Linked DNA regions of Mus musculus: all the other regions are linked to region 1. Evidence: chromatin contacts called from public HiChIP or PLAC-seq and promoter capture Hi-C data. All regions are on one chromosome and are shown on one strand. Each heading gives the region's core, a stretch centred on a gene start, on an enhancer-like site or on the middle of the called end of the contact. The rest is flanking DNA. Distances are from core to core; before and after follow the strand shown. Region 1 holds the start of Plod3 (procollagen-lysine, 2-oxoglutarate 5-dioxygenase 3). Region 2 holds the start of Irs3 (insulin receptor substrate 3). Region 3 holds the start of Tsc22d4 (TSC22 domain family, member 4). Region 4 holds the start of Rasa4 (RAS p21 protein activator 4).

The links. Promoter capture Hi-C pulls out the DNA fragments that hold promoters and counts their contacts. HiChIP or PLAC-seq counts read pairs in DNA pulled down with a chosen protein or histone mark.
Region 2: a contact with region 1 is called in a promoter capture Hi-C map of the C10 cell line. The contact joins the promoter of Irs3 here to the promoter of Plod3 in region 1. A contact is called at or near these places in 8 of 39 promoter capture datasets (the C10 cell line, cranial neural crest, embryonic stem cells and 4 more), 1 of 484 Hi-C or Micro-C datasets (embryonic stem cells), 2 of 115 datasets of contacts at active chromatin or transcription factors (bone marrow-derived macrophages and pancreatic cancer cells) and 1 of 9 other capture datasets (adipose tissue).
Region 3: a FOXA1 HiChIP or PLAC-seq map of pancreatic cancer cells shows a contact between it and region 1. The contact joins the promoter of Tsc22d4 here to the promoter of Plod3 in region 1. A contact is called at or near these places in 4 of 39 promoter capture datasets (cranial neural crest, liver and second pharyngeal arch cranial neural crest) and 3 of 115 datasets of contacts at active chromatin or transcription factors (pancreatic cancer cells, pro-B cells and stem cell-derived neural progenitor cells).
Region 4: a promoter capture Hi-C map of pre-B cells shows a contact between it and region 1. The contact joins the promoter of Rasa4 here to the promoter of Plod3 in region 1. A contact is called at or near these places in 5 of 39 promoter capture datasets (hippocampal neurons, liver, neutrophils and 1 more) and 1 of 115 datasets of contacts at active chromatin or transcription factors (large pre-B cells).

Annotation. Positions count from the first base shown.
Region 1 is chr5:136,985,682-136,988,381 of GRCm38.p6, forward strand. Plod3 (procollagen-lysine, 2-oxoglutarate 5-dioxygenase 3) reads left to right here and starts at 1,338. Exons shown (of 19, transcript NM_011962.3): 1 at 1,338-2,122; 2 at 2,436-2,527; 3 at 2,654-2,700. The coding sequence starts at 2,005. It overlaps Znhit1 (zinc finger, HIT domain containing 1), which reads right to left and starts at 1,223. Exons shown (of 5, transcript NM_001310747.1): 1 at 1,130-1,223. The coding sequence starts at 1,151.
Region 2 is chr5:137,644,439-137,647,138 of GRCm38.p6, forward strand. It overlaps Irs3 (insulin receptor substrate 3), which reads right to left and starts at 1,276. Exons shown (of 2, transcript NM_010571.3): 1 at 653-1,276; 2 at 1-306. The coding sequence starts at 1,082.
Region 3 is chr5:137,744,546-137,747,245 of GRCm38.p6, forward strand. It overlaps Tsc22d4 (TSC22 domain family, member 4), which reads left to right and starts at 1,424. Exons shown (of 5, transcript NM_023910.6): 1 at 1,424-1,869; 2 at 2,303-2,700. The coding sequence starts at 2,571.
Region 4 is chr5:136,082,481-136,085,180 of GRCm38.p6, forward strand. It overlaps Rasa4 (RAS p21 protein activator 4), which reads left to right and starts at 1,436. Exons shown (of 21, transcript NM_133914.3): 1 at 1,436-1,697. The coding sequence starts at 1,633.

The sequences.
Region 1 (2,700 bases), core at 88-2,587:
ACATTTTGTCTCCTCTCTTGCTCTCGAGGCTGCTTCTGCCTGTCCTTTTTCTTTAATTGATAGCGCTCTTTGGCCTGTCCCTTTCTCACCCCCACAACCTTCAATAGGATCTCAGGAAGCCCAGGCTGGCCTGGGATGACCTCCTGTGCACAGCCACACCAGGCTTATGTGATGCTGGGGATGGAGCAAGAGTTTTGGGCATGCTGGACAACACCCTATCAGCAGGGGCTCATCTCTGACCTCTTTTTCTTGTATTTCTATCTTTCTTCAAAAAGTGCATTTATTCTGAGTGTTTCTGTGCACATGTAGGTGTTGCAGTACACGTGCAGAGATCAGAGGACACTGTATGGAAGCCTTTTCTCCTATCATGTGGATCCTGGGGACTGAACTCAAGTAGTCAGGCTTGGCAGCAAGCAACTTTACCTACTGCATGCACCATCTCACCTGCCCATTCCTGGTGCTGGGTTTCCCATAACATGCCAGTCTCAAACCAGAACTCCCCCAAACCACAGACTTCAGGACTACAGGACACCAAGAGGCTGAGGTCCAGCCTAATTTACATAGGCAGCCTAGGCTACATTAAAAAAAGAGAGAAAGGAAGGAATGAAGTGTGTATGTTCGTGTGTGTGTGTGCACGTGTTTGTGTAGTACCCAAAGCCAAGCCCTTTGATTTCCTAAGTTTCTCTGTTCCCTCCATCCAACATCCAGAAGCTGGAGGAAAGTGGGGCGATGGTGGCGCACGCCTTTAATCCCAGCAGTGTAGAGGCAGAGGCAGGCAGATCTCTGTGAGTTCCAAGCCAGCCTAATCTACAGAGCTAGTTCCAGGACAGCCAAGGGTACGCACCCTGTCTCGAAGAAAAAAACAAAAAACAAAAAAAAAACAAAAGCAAAACAATCCAGAAGCCGAGGTGAGTACCACTGCTCATAGCACCCGGGCTTTGGAGAGACAACACATCCTCTCCATCCCCAACGTCTGCTGAAGCAAGCAGTCACAAAACACGAATTAATGGTTCCGAGACTGCCCCAACACTGAGCGAAGGTAATTGACGTGAAAAGCTAGGCGGGGAGATGTTAGGCTGAATTTGAACTTGGGAAGCACAAAAGGGCGAACCACTCAAGGCTCACATACCGGCGGGTTTCTTCTCCACCATTGGCGCAACACAGTTGACAGAAGAGCCTACTGCGCACGCGTACTAACCACCGACCCTTGCTCTGAGCACACCCCTTCCGGTGGCGTGCACACATACGCGTGCGCAGTCTTTCCCCTCCCGCTTGAAGTCATTACGTGATGTTCCCTTGGAGATCAGCAAGCTTTCGCTTTCCGCCATCTTTGATAGGGGCAAACCTAATTCCGGTCGCATTGTGGTTACCCAAAAAAAAAAATCTGAGAGCCGCCTGCAAATGGTCACTTTTTAAAAACTGGCGTGGGTGGTCTTTAGGGGAGCGCTCTTGTCCCTGTGCCCTTTGCATCCCCGGTGCGTGTCCCCGCGCTGCGGGACAGGATAGGCAGGTTCGGTGGCTTTGTTGAACCCAGACCCACGAGGATGTCCGCGCGATCCCGCCTCCGGCTTCCCGGCCCCTCCGGGCCCGTCGCCCCCGCCGCGCGCCACCCCAGGCCTTGCTGTCCTGTGTTCCTCCGGGTCAGACTTGTGGTCAAGACCCGCCCCCGCGTCGCCTGGACCCTCCTCAAAAGGTCACTTCCCCTCCCGGGGGGATTCGGTTGCTCCGGTGTGAGTCAGGCAGTGCCCAGGACCGGACCCTCGGCTCCTCCCCACCCTCCAGCCCGCGCCCGCGGGACAATCCTTGCCTTGTCTCGCCGTCTGCATCTCGGGTTTTCGGTGGCCTCGGGTTACGCCTTTTTTCCAGGGCGGAGTCCCGAGCACAGCTCCTCCTCTCAGCGGGCTCGGTTTCCCCTTTTCCCAGAATCTTCCCGGGGCGTCGGAATCCAGGCGCTCAGCTCAGCGCCGGTGCGGGCCTGGGTGTAGCCTAAGCGTGCTGCTAGCCATGGCTGCGGCAGGCCCGGAACCCCGGCTTTTGCTCCTGCTCCTGCTGCTGCTGCCGCCGCTGCCCCCCGTAACTTCTGCCTCCGATCGACCCCGGGGCGCCAATGCTGTCAACCCAGGTGAGAACCCGGGCGGCCAGTGGGCAGGGTCGACACGTCCGCCAGCCTGGAAGGGAGTGTCCAGCCTTCCCAGTGCATTAGCCTCTCATGCAGAACTTGGGGTTCCAGGCTCCCCAGACAGACAGGAACACCCCAGCCCCCATTCGTGTATGTTACTCTCACCCGACTCTTCTGGAGATCAAATGTGCTGAAAGAACTTTAGTGAAGTAATATGGAGGTGTGTGTGTGTGTGTGTGTGTCGGGGGTGATACAGAGGGATAAACACGTGGGACACTAAGCCGTGTCTTAAGTGCCAGTTCTCTGGCTATGACAGACAAATTGCTGGTGATCACTGTGGCTACGGCAGAGACAGAGGGGTACCGGCGTTTTCTGCAGTCTGCGGAGTTCTTTAACTACACTGTACGGGTGAGTGGGGGGACCCATGGGAGAAATTCCAGCGGGAGAGGGCAGGGGTCGTGGGGGTTGGTCCTGTTTCCTCATCTTGGCCAGCTGAACCTCTTCCGCTGCGTGGGGGTGGGATCTTTCCTGCAGACCCTGGGCCTGGGACAGGAGTGGCGAGGGGGTGATGTGGCTCGAAC
Region 2 (2,700 bases), core at 26-2,525, 660 kb after region 1:
GCTCACCAGGACCAATGGGCGCTGAGCGCCCGAGTTCCAGGAAGAAAAAAGAGTCTGCGTGGCCACAGCGGCGCACACTGAGCAAGGACAAGCGCAGGACTGGTGGTGGCGTTGCCCGGCTGTCTCTGGAACCTTTGCTTCCAGGCTTTCGCAGGAGGCTCAGGGCCCCAGAACCCAGGCACAGGCGATAGCTGCCGCTGCTCAGGCCTTGTGCTCTCCCCAGCCCCTTGGACCGCAGTGTCACAGGCCAGACGTCCTGGAATGGGGCGAAGATCCAAGACTCAGGGGCCTCTTGGGGACTGAAACCTGGAGAGAATTGGCAAGTCACCGGGAGGCAGGGGTTGGGGTCACCGGGTCCCAGGTGACCAAGACGTTTTATACGTCTTTTTTTTTTTTTTTTTTTTAGCTTAAGATTTGAACCTCAGGCCGGGCGTGGTGGCGCACACCTTTAATTCCAGCACTTGGGAGGCGAATTTCTGAGTTCGAGGCCAGCCTGGTCTACAGAGTGAGTTCCAGGACAGCCAGGGCTACACAGAGAAACCCTGTCTCGAAAATAAAAAAGATTTAAACCTCAGTTGATCTGAGGGAAATGGGTTCAAGATAAACTAAGTCGGCAACCCCCTGACCTCCCCGTCGCTCACCCAAGGCTCACCCATAGCAGTAGCAGCAGCGGCTGCGGCGGTGGCGCGCACCTCGAGCAGGGCGCTGTACCATGCTTGCTGCTCTGCTTCGCTGGCCGCCGCCACGCCCAGGCTGCTGTCGCTGGTATAGATGACGATCAGGTGGCGCTGACGGGCATCCGCGCGCTTGCTAATAGTGCAGGCACCCTCCAGGCTAACGGTACGCCGGGGTCTAGGTGGGCGGCAGCCGCTGGCCAAGAACTTCTTCTCGCTCTCGTAGCACTCCAGGCGTGGTGGGTCAGCGCGCAGCACGAAAAAGCGGCGGCGCTGGGACTTCTGCTTCCTCAGATGGCCACAGAGCCGCACGTCGGGCAGGCAGGGCCAAGGAAACGGTGAGCCGAGGGACACGTCGGTGCACTCGCCCCCGGAGGAGACTGTGGGGCCCGTACCTGCAGGCTTCATTTCCAGCCAAAGACAGTAAACTGTCCCCAGAAGGACTGATTTGAATGGGTCTGGCCCCCTGAGCTACCACCCGCTTGGAACAAGTAGCCCTGGGAAACTGCAGCCGGCCTAGCTGCCCTGCATCTCTCCACGCCCTCTCCTGACTTGGAGTGAACAAGGAGCCTGTACACAGGAGTGCGTGTGTCCCAGTGGCCAGTGACACCAGGACTCCTAGGTCTAAGGGAGGCTGACCTAGCTGGGTCAGCCTCCTTGTTGGAATCTCCACCCCTTCAAGTTAACCCTCCCACGCCCGAGTGCAGGAATTTGAGTTTAGGATTCATAGGCTAGAGTAGGAGCCCTGCACCGCTGGGACCAAACTTTCACAGGGGCGGGGAGTGAGGGGGGGCATCTCTACCAATCAGCTGACTGGATGTGGGGGTGGAGGAGTACCGCCAGAGGCAGCCCGGGGCAATCTCGAAAGCCAGAAAGCCAGGGTGCAGAAGAAGCGGCTGTGGTTAGCAGTGATGGCACTAGTAATTAGAAGAGTGGCCTGGCCTAGCGGGCCATCCTGATAGCGGCAGTTCTCCAGGGAGGAGCCTCCGAACTGAGCCTCTAGTTGTATAGGTCCTCAGTGTTCTTTCCTTTCCTACCCAGAGATGATCTTTGTGTCTTTGCTTCTGAGCTATCTGAGTTTGGGTTGATGGATACCCCAGGATAGGAAAACCAAACTAGATTGGTCTCTGGTAACCAACCGCACCCCCACCCTCTCCAGATTCCCACGCATGCAAATGTCCACTGAAGGATGTGTGAAAGAGGACTTAGTCTCTCAGAGACACCTTCCTCAAAGTGCCCCTGACCACCAGCCAAATGCCAACTTGAACCTGATGGTGGCTGTGGTCACAGGAGCTGGGATCCTGTGGCAGACGTCCTGGTGAGCCCGTGTATCCTGAGAGGTTTGGGTGGGGCTGGAGATCATAGGCCACAAATGCACATGCTTATTGGAGGCTGGAAGACAACCTCTCGTATTCCTCAAGAGCGATCCCTCTTGTTTTTGAGACAGGCTCACTAGAACTTGTCTAGTAGGTTCGATTTGCAGGCCTGGAAGGCCTCAGGCCTATCATATGTCTGACTCCACTTCCCCTGCCTGAGGTTACAGTGCATGCTACCACACCCAGCTTGGAAAATAGTACGTGTGTTGTACAGGCTGTCCCCTGCATGTGGTCAGAGGTCAGCTTTTGGAAGTGGGTCCTCACCTTCTACCTTTTTTTGTTTGTTTGTTTTTGTTTTTTCGAGACAGGGTTTCTCTGTATCGCCCTGGCTGTCCTGGAACTCACTTTGTAGACCAGGCTGGCCTCGAACTCAGAAATCCGCCTGCCTCTGCCCCCCAAGTGCTGGGATCAAAGGCGTGCACCACCATGCCCGGCTAGCCTTCCACCTTTTTGAAGCAGGGACTCTCTCTGCTGCCGCACTGTGTACCCCAGGCATTTAAAGATAGTAGTGGCCATTATTTTTTTAGGCAGGGTTTCTCTGTAGCTCTGGCTGTCCTGGGACTCAGAGAGCTGCCTGCCTCTGCCTTCCGAGTCGTGTCCTGTTGTAGTCTTCTAGCTTGCTCTAGAAGTGCTGGGGTTGTGATGGACTG
Region 3 (2,700 bases), core at 174-2,673, 760 kb after region 1:
GAGGGCTGGAGATGGGAAAGAGCTGGTCTGTAGCCAGCTGGGATTGGTTCTCAGGTATACGCACGGGGTAGTTGTGTGGACATGGGTGTGTGTCCAAGCACTTGGGGAAGCAGAAGTGAGCAACTTCATCTTCCCATCTACCTAAGTGTTTATATGAGGGACAAAGATGAGAAGGTAGCAATGCCTGTTCTGGGCTGAGGAGTGGCTCAGCAGGTAAAAGTTCTTGCTACTCAAGCATGAGGACCTGAGTTCAAATCTTCAGTAGCCACATGAGAAGCCAGGCATAACCATGTGTGCCTATAACCTCAGTGTTGTGGAGAATAGATGTAGAATTATTGGGGCTTGCTGGATGCCTACCAAGCTATGCATTCAATGAGAGACCCTGAGTAGGACACCCAGTGTGGTCCTGTGGCTAACAAACACACACAAGTGTGTGCAACTACTCATTCATGTGCACACACACGCCACACACATGTCTACCCTACCACCAACAGCCTTCTTGGATAGTTTGCTTTCTCCAATTTTCCCTTTTTAAGAGAGGGAAACACCGTATCAGAGATTTGATTTCATATACTGGAGCAGGAGCAGGATAGACAGGATGGCTCAGTGGGTAAAGGGCCTTACCACCAAACCGGATGGTTGGCACTATTCCATCCTTGGACCCACATAGTGGAAGAGAAAACTGACTCCTTCAAGTTGACCTCCAGATCTACACATACATACATTCACAGTAAAAAAAAAAAAAAAAAAAAAAAAAAAAAAAAAAAATTCAAATATTGCAGCAAAATCCGAGAAAAGATATTGGAGGAATAAAACACGTTTGGGTACAGCTGATACTTGTTACAAGTCCATGATGGCGTGTATGGGCGTTCATTCTCCTAGTTCCTCTACTTTAGGGCATGTTTGAAAATTTTCATAGCCGCTCGCTTTTGAAAACAGAGTGGGGAAAGGAGTTTCTCGTGAATTTACGGTGAAAACCAGAGACGCTGTGACAAATCACAGCCAGTGGGTCACATTGACTATGTATTTATGGACAGTCAGGTACCCAGAACATGTCTGGCACGTTCCTTGAGACTCTTTTGGAGAACCTGCAAAAGCCTACAAGTAAGGGAATCCCTGGCCTCCCGCAGGCTCCTCCTCTTTTTCTCCGCCCTCATGCCCCTCCCTCCGAGGAAGAGTTGCCTGGAACCTGGCAGGTGTAGGGTTAAAGCAACCAGTTTGGGACCCGCAGCGGCAGAAGCTGCAGCAGCAACAGCAGCAGCTACAGCAGCAACTGTAGGCTGCGGCTGCGGCTGCGGCTGTGGCAGGCCTGGCTCCGGGCCAGCTGGCAGGGAGCCTTAGGAGGGAGGAGGGAGGAGGGAGGAGGAAGAGGGGAAGGAGGAGGAGAGGAGCAGTGAGCAGGCCCGAGAAGGCAGGACTTCCTGGTGTGGGGGTTGTCAACAGCCCAGAAAGAGAGCCAGAGACCCAGACCGAGACGGAGCGGAGCTGAGGAGCTGAGAGATACATCCAGTGGGGCCACGTGGGAGGAGCCTTGAGAGAGAGCCACTCAAGGGACTGGAGCCAGCGGGGGGCTGAGCCGCCCCCTCCCACAGCAACAGGGAAGACCCGTGGAGTGTTAACCGAGGCTGCGCCTGGGCTCCCCCGTGGAAGCGCTGGTTTCTTCTCGTCTCAACTGCAAACTTTCCACCGAGATGCCTCGCAGAGTGAGATGCGGACGCCAGAGAACACTGGGTAGCCCTTGATTGCTGCCTGCCGTGGCCTGCTCTAGGCCGCCTTAGGATTTAAAAAAAAAAGAGAGAGAGAGAGAGAGAGAGATCTTAGTCCCCCAGGTCTTCTCTCCAGCTCAGCTCGGTGGCCGAGGCCCGAGAGGTAGGTAGTTCTCCCGGGCTGGGCGGGGCGCTTGGCTTGGCGGGCAGTGCCTAACCAGCGATGGGGGAACTGGAATGGGGGTGGGGTGGGCTTGAGGCCCGGCAGAGGCCTCAGGGTGGCCCTTTCAGGGGAGGAGCCGATTCACCCCTGTGCCCCTGGCCATGGAGATACGTGTTGGGGACGAGTTTGGATCTCAAGCATGAAATGTCCAACTTTGGGTCCCAGCTGCTTCTTCCTGTTGTGGGTGTTCTGAATTCTGTCCCCTCTGCTCCGGTCTGTCATTTCTACTTGTCTCTGGGTCTCTAGTGGCTTTCTTCTTCCTCCCTCCAGTCGGCTCCCCCGAGAGGAAGCCCCGGAGGTGGTTTGGCCCCTGCTTTTTCTTTTGCTCACGTACACACACTCTCGCTCACTTTCTGTCTCTTTCTTTTTCCAGTTTGCAAGCTCAGCTTTGGGGTTTCAGCGGCGACAGCAGCAGGAAAAACCTGCCCCTGCCCCCCCCTCCTGCCACCTCCCCTCTGTACTCCAGTCACTAACCAGGCACCCCCAAGTTCCCACAAGGCCCTCCTGCCATGTCGGACCCAGACGTCCCCAGGGGCCCCGATGTCCCTGCCATGTGGCCCCCTTGTTCCAGAGGTGCCTGAGCCCCTCTCCAGGAGCCCAGCCCCTCCCCCACCCGAGCCCAGTCCGGAGCCCCAGGGACCATGAGTGGTGGTAAGAAGAAAAGTAGTTTTCAGATCACCAGCGTCACCACGGACTATGAGGGCCCAGGAAGCCCAGGGGCTTCGGATTCCCCTGTCCCACCGGCTCTCGCTGGGCCCCCGCCCCGCCTCC
Region 4 (2,700 bases), core at 186-2,685, 900 kb before region 1:
CCAGAGTTTGGTTCCAAGCACCTACAGTAGGTGGCTCCAATTTCAGGGGGAATCTGATACCCTCTTCTGGCCTCCAGAGGTACTGCATATGTGCACATAGCATAATAAAATCTGGTGGAGTGGTGCTGATGACGCACCCCTTAATTCCCAGCACTTGGAGAGGCAGAGGCGAGGGGAATCTCTGTGAGTTTGAAGTCAGCCTGGTTTATAGAGTTCCAGGACAGTCAGGGTTACTCAAAGAAACCCTGTGTCAAAAAAAAAAAAAAATCTGTATGTATGTCTGTATCCCCAATGGAATCTTATTTTGGGGTAAAGAAGAATAAAATGATGTCACTCGTAGCAGAATTTTTGACCAGGACACTCAAGGACCTAGGTTTGGTCACCAGTATGGGCAGCGATGGCGGGCTGGAATGCAGATCTAGGGCTAGGTAAGTATGGTTCACTTGCTAAACTGCTTTGCAAGCAGAAGAATCACTCGTTCCCAGGACTAATGGATAGCTGGGCATGGTGTTGAACTCTTGTAAAGAACTCCAGAAGTGGGCAAGATGGAGAAAGGTGGATCCTGGAGTCTCACTGGCCAGCCAGTCTAGACTACTGGGGAGGTTTCAAGCCAATGAGAGACCTTGTGTCTTACAAGGTGGGGCAGAGGAGATGGGTCAGTAGAAAGACTCCTGCCCAAGTCTGATAATCTGAATTTGATCCCTGGGACCCATTTGGTGAAAGTAAAGAAAAGATTCTTGCGGGTGTCCTCTGATTTCCACTTGGGACCACAACATGTAAGCCACACCCTAATCAATCAGCCAATAAAAAACAAAAATTTTAAAAAGGTAGCCAGAGCCTGGAGGTGGTGGTGCAGGCTTTTAATCCCAACACTTGGGAGGCAGAGACAAGTGAATCTTTGTATTCGAGCCCAGCCTGGTCTGTAGAGAGAGTTCTAGGACAGCTAGGGCTACACAGAAAAACCCTGTCTCAAAAATAAATAAATAAACAAATAAATAAATGGTGGACGGATCTTGAAGAATGAAATCGGAGGGTGATCTCTGGCCTCTACCTGCACACCTGAACACACACGAAACCACAATACAAACACGCCCCAAACAATCCTGTTTTCCAGATTTGATGTCCTCAAACTTTCCCAACTGCCTGAGTCTTCACATCTTTCCAGGTCTGTCACAGACAAGTTACTCCCAGCGTGCGGCCATTAATGGATTTGCAGCTATGCTGCACACCCAGGTCCCTCCGTGAGCCTGGGCTCTCTCTCTGAGAATCGAGAGCACCAGGAGGGATCCTGGTGGTGGAAGAATCTCCGGGTGCCAGCAGCTACACTTCGGGGCAGGCCCCGCCCGCCCTCCCTTCCAGGTGGCCAATGAGGGACGCAAGCCGCATAGGCCGCGCCCATTCTGGGCATCCAGGACGCTGATTGGTCCTTCCATGCAGTGTCTCCCCGCCCCCGCAGGAGGGGCGGGGAGGGGTGAATGGAGTAGCGGAGATCCCTCAGCCCCAGCGCTCCCCTCTCTGGCCTCCGCACCCGCCTGCCTGCAGCGCCACTCGCACTGTTCCCCCTCCTTACCCCGAGAGGGGACCCATGAGTCCGAACCCCTCCCCGCCAGGCCTCCACGTCGCCGACCCGCAATGGCCAAGCGCAGTTCGCTGTCCATCCGAATCGTAGAAGGGAAAAATCTGCCCGCCAAGGACATGTGAGTAGTGGGTACGGGTGGTGGCCACCCCAACTTTGATGGGATCCCCTTTTATATACTTGACCTTTGCGGGGGGTCCTTAGGGCTTCCCCACAAGGAGAGCAGCGGAGAGGATGTGGCGTGTACAGCCACGGAGGGGGACTGGCTACGAAAATGGGGACAGCGAGATTTGCTGTGAATACCTGACAGAGTGGAGGGGCAAGCTAGAGGCGGAGGGCTAGAGACAAGGGAGGGGCTTCTCCACCTGGGAACAGCAGGAAGCCAGGGCTCATAGGGGGGCAGGAGTTTTAAAAGACTGAAACTGGCACTGGGATGGCATCGCAAGAACTGCCCAGGGTGTGGCTGAAAGGGGCGGAGTGTCCCCCCCTCTCTCTGTAGTTTGGGAGTCCATAACAACCCCAAGAGTTGTCCGCCGGACTTGTTCGCTATTCGCTATTCATTTGGGCAAGGCATGCAGGTGTGAAAAGTGGGGGTGGGGGTGTAGGTCAAGGGGACAGGAGGGATGCATAGAGGCAGGATTTAGAGTCTCCCTTGACTTTGCCGGGCCTCTCCCTTTAATCGCTCCCTGCAAGGCATTTCTCCTCGGACCACTTTACAGATTAGAAAACCGATGCCGACAGACAGGAAATGTTAGCTGGTGGTGTCAAAGCAAGGTCGTGAATCTAGGGCTCCTAAAATGCATTACCGTCCTTCATAAAGCTTCCTCTAATCCATCGCCAGATTTGGGGAGCTTTCGGACACCCCTTTGTCACACTGTTTTTAGTGAGTTCCCGAGGTCAACTGCGTGACTCCTAGAACGTGTCTCGTGGCTTTCTTATGTCCTCATTTGCAAAGATTCAGTTTCCCTTTCTGGACCCAAGTGCTTGAAATCCTAGTGTCGGGGAGAAGCCACGATCATAAAACCGAAGAAAGGGCGGGGCAGAGGCCTAGGGTTCAAAGTGCGCTCCGGGTCCCGGTGGGTTTCCTGGCTACAGAGAACTGAGAATTGGGGAGGTGTGTGTGT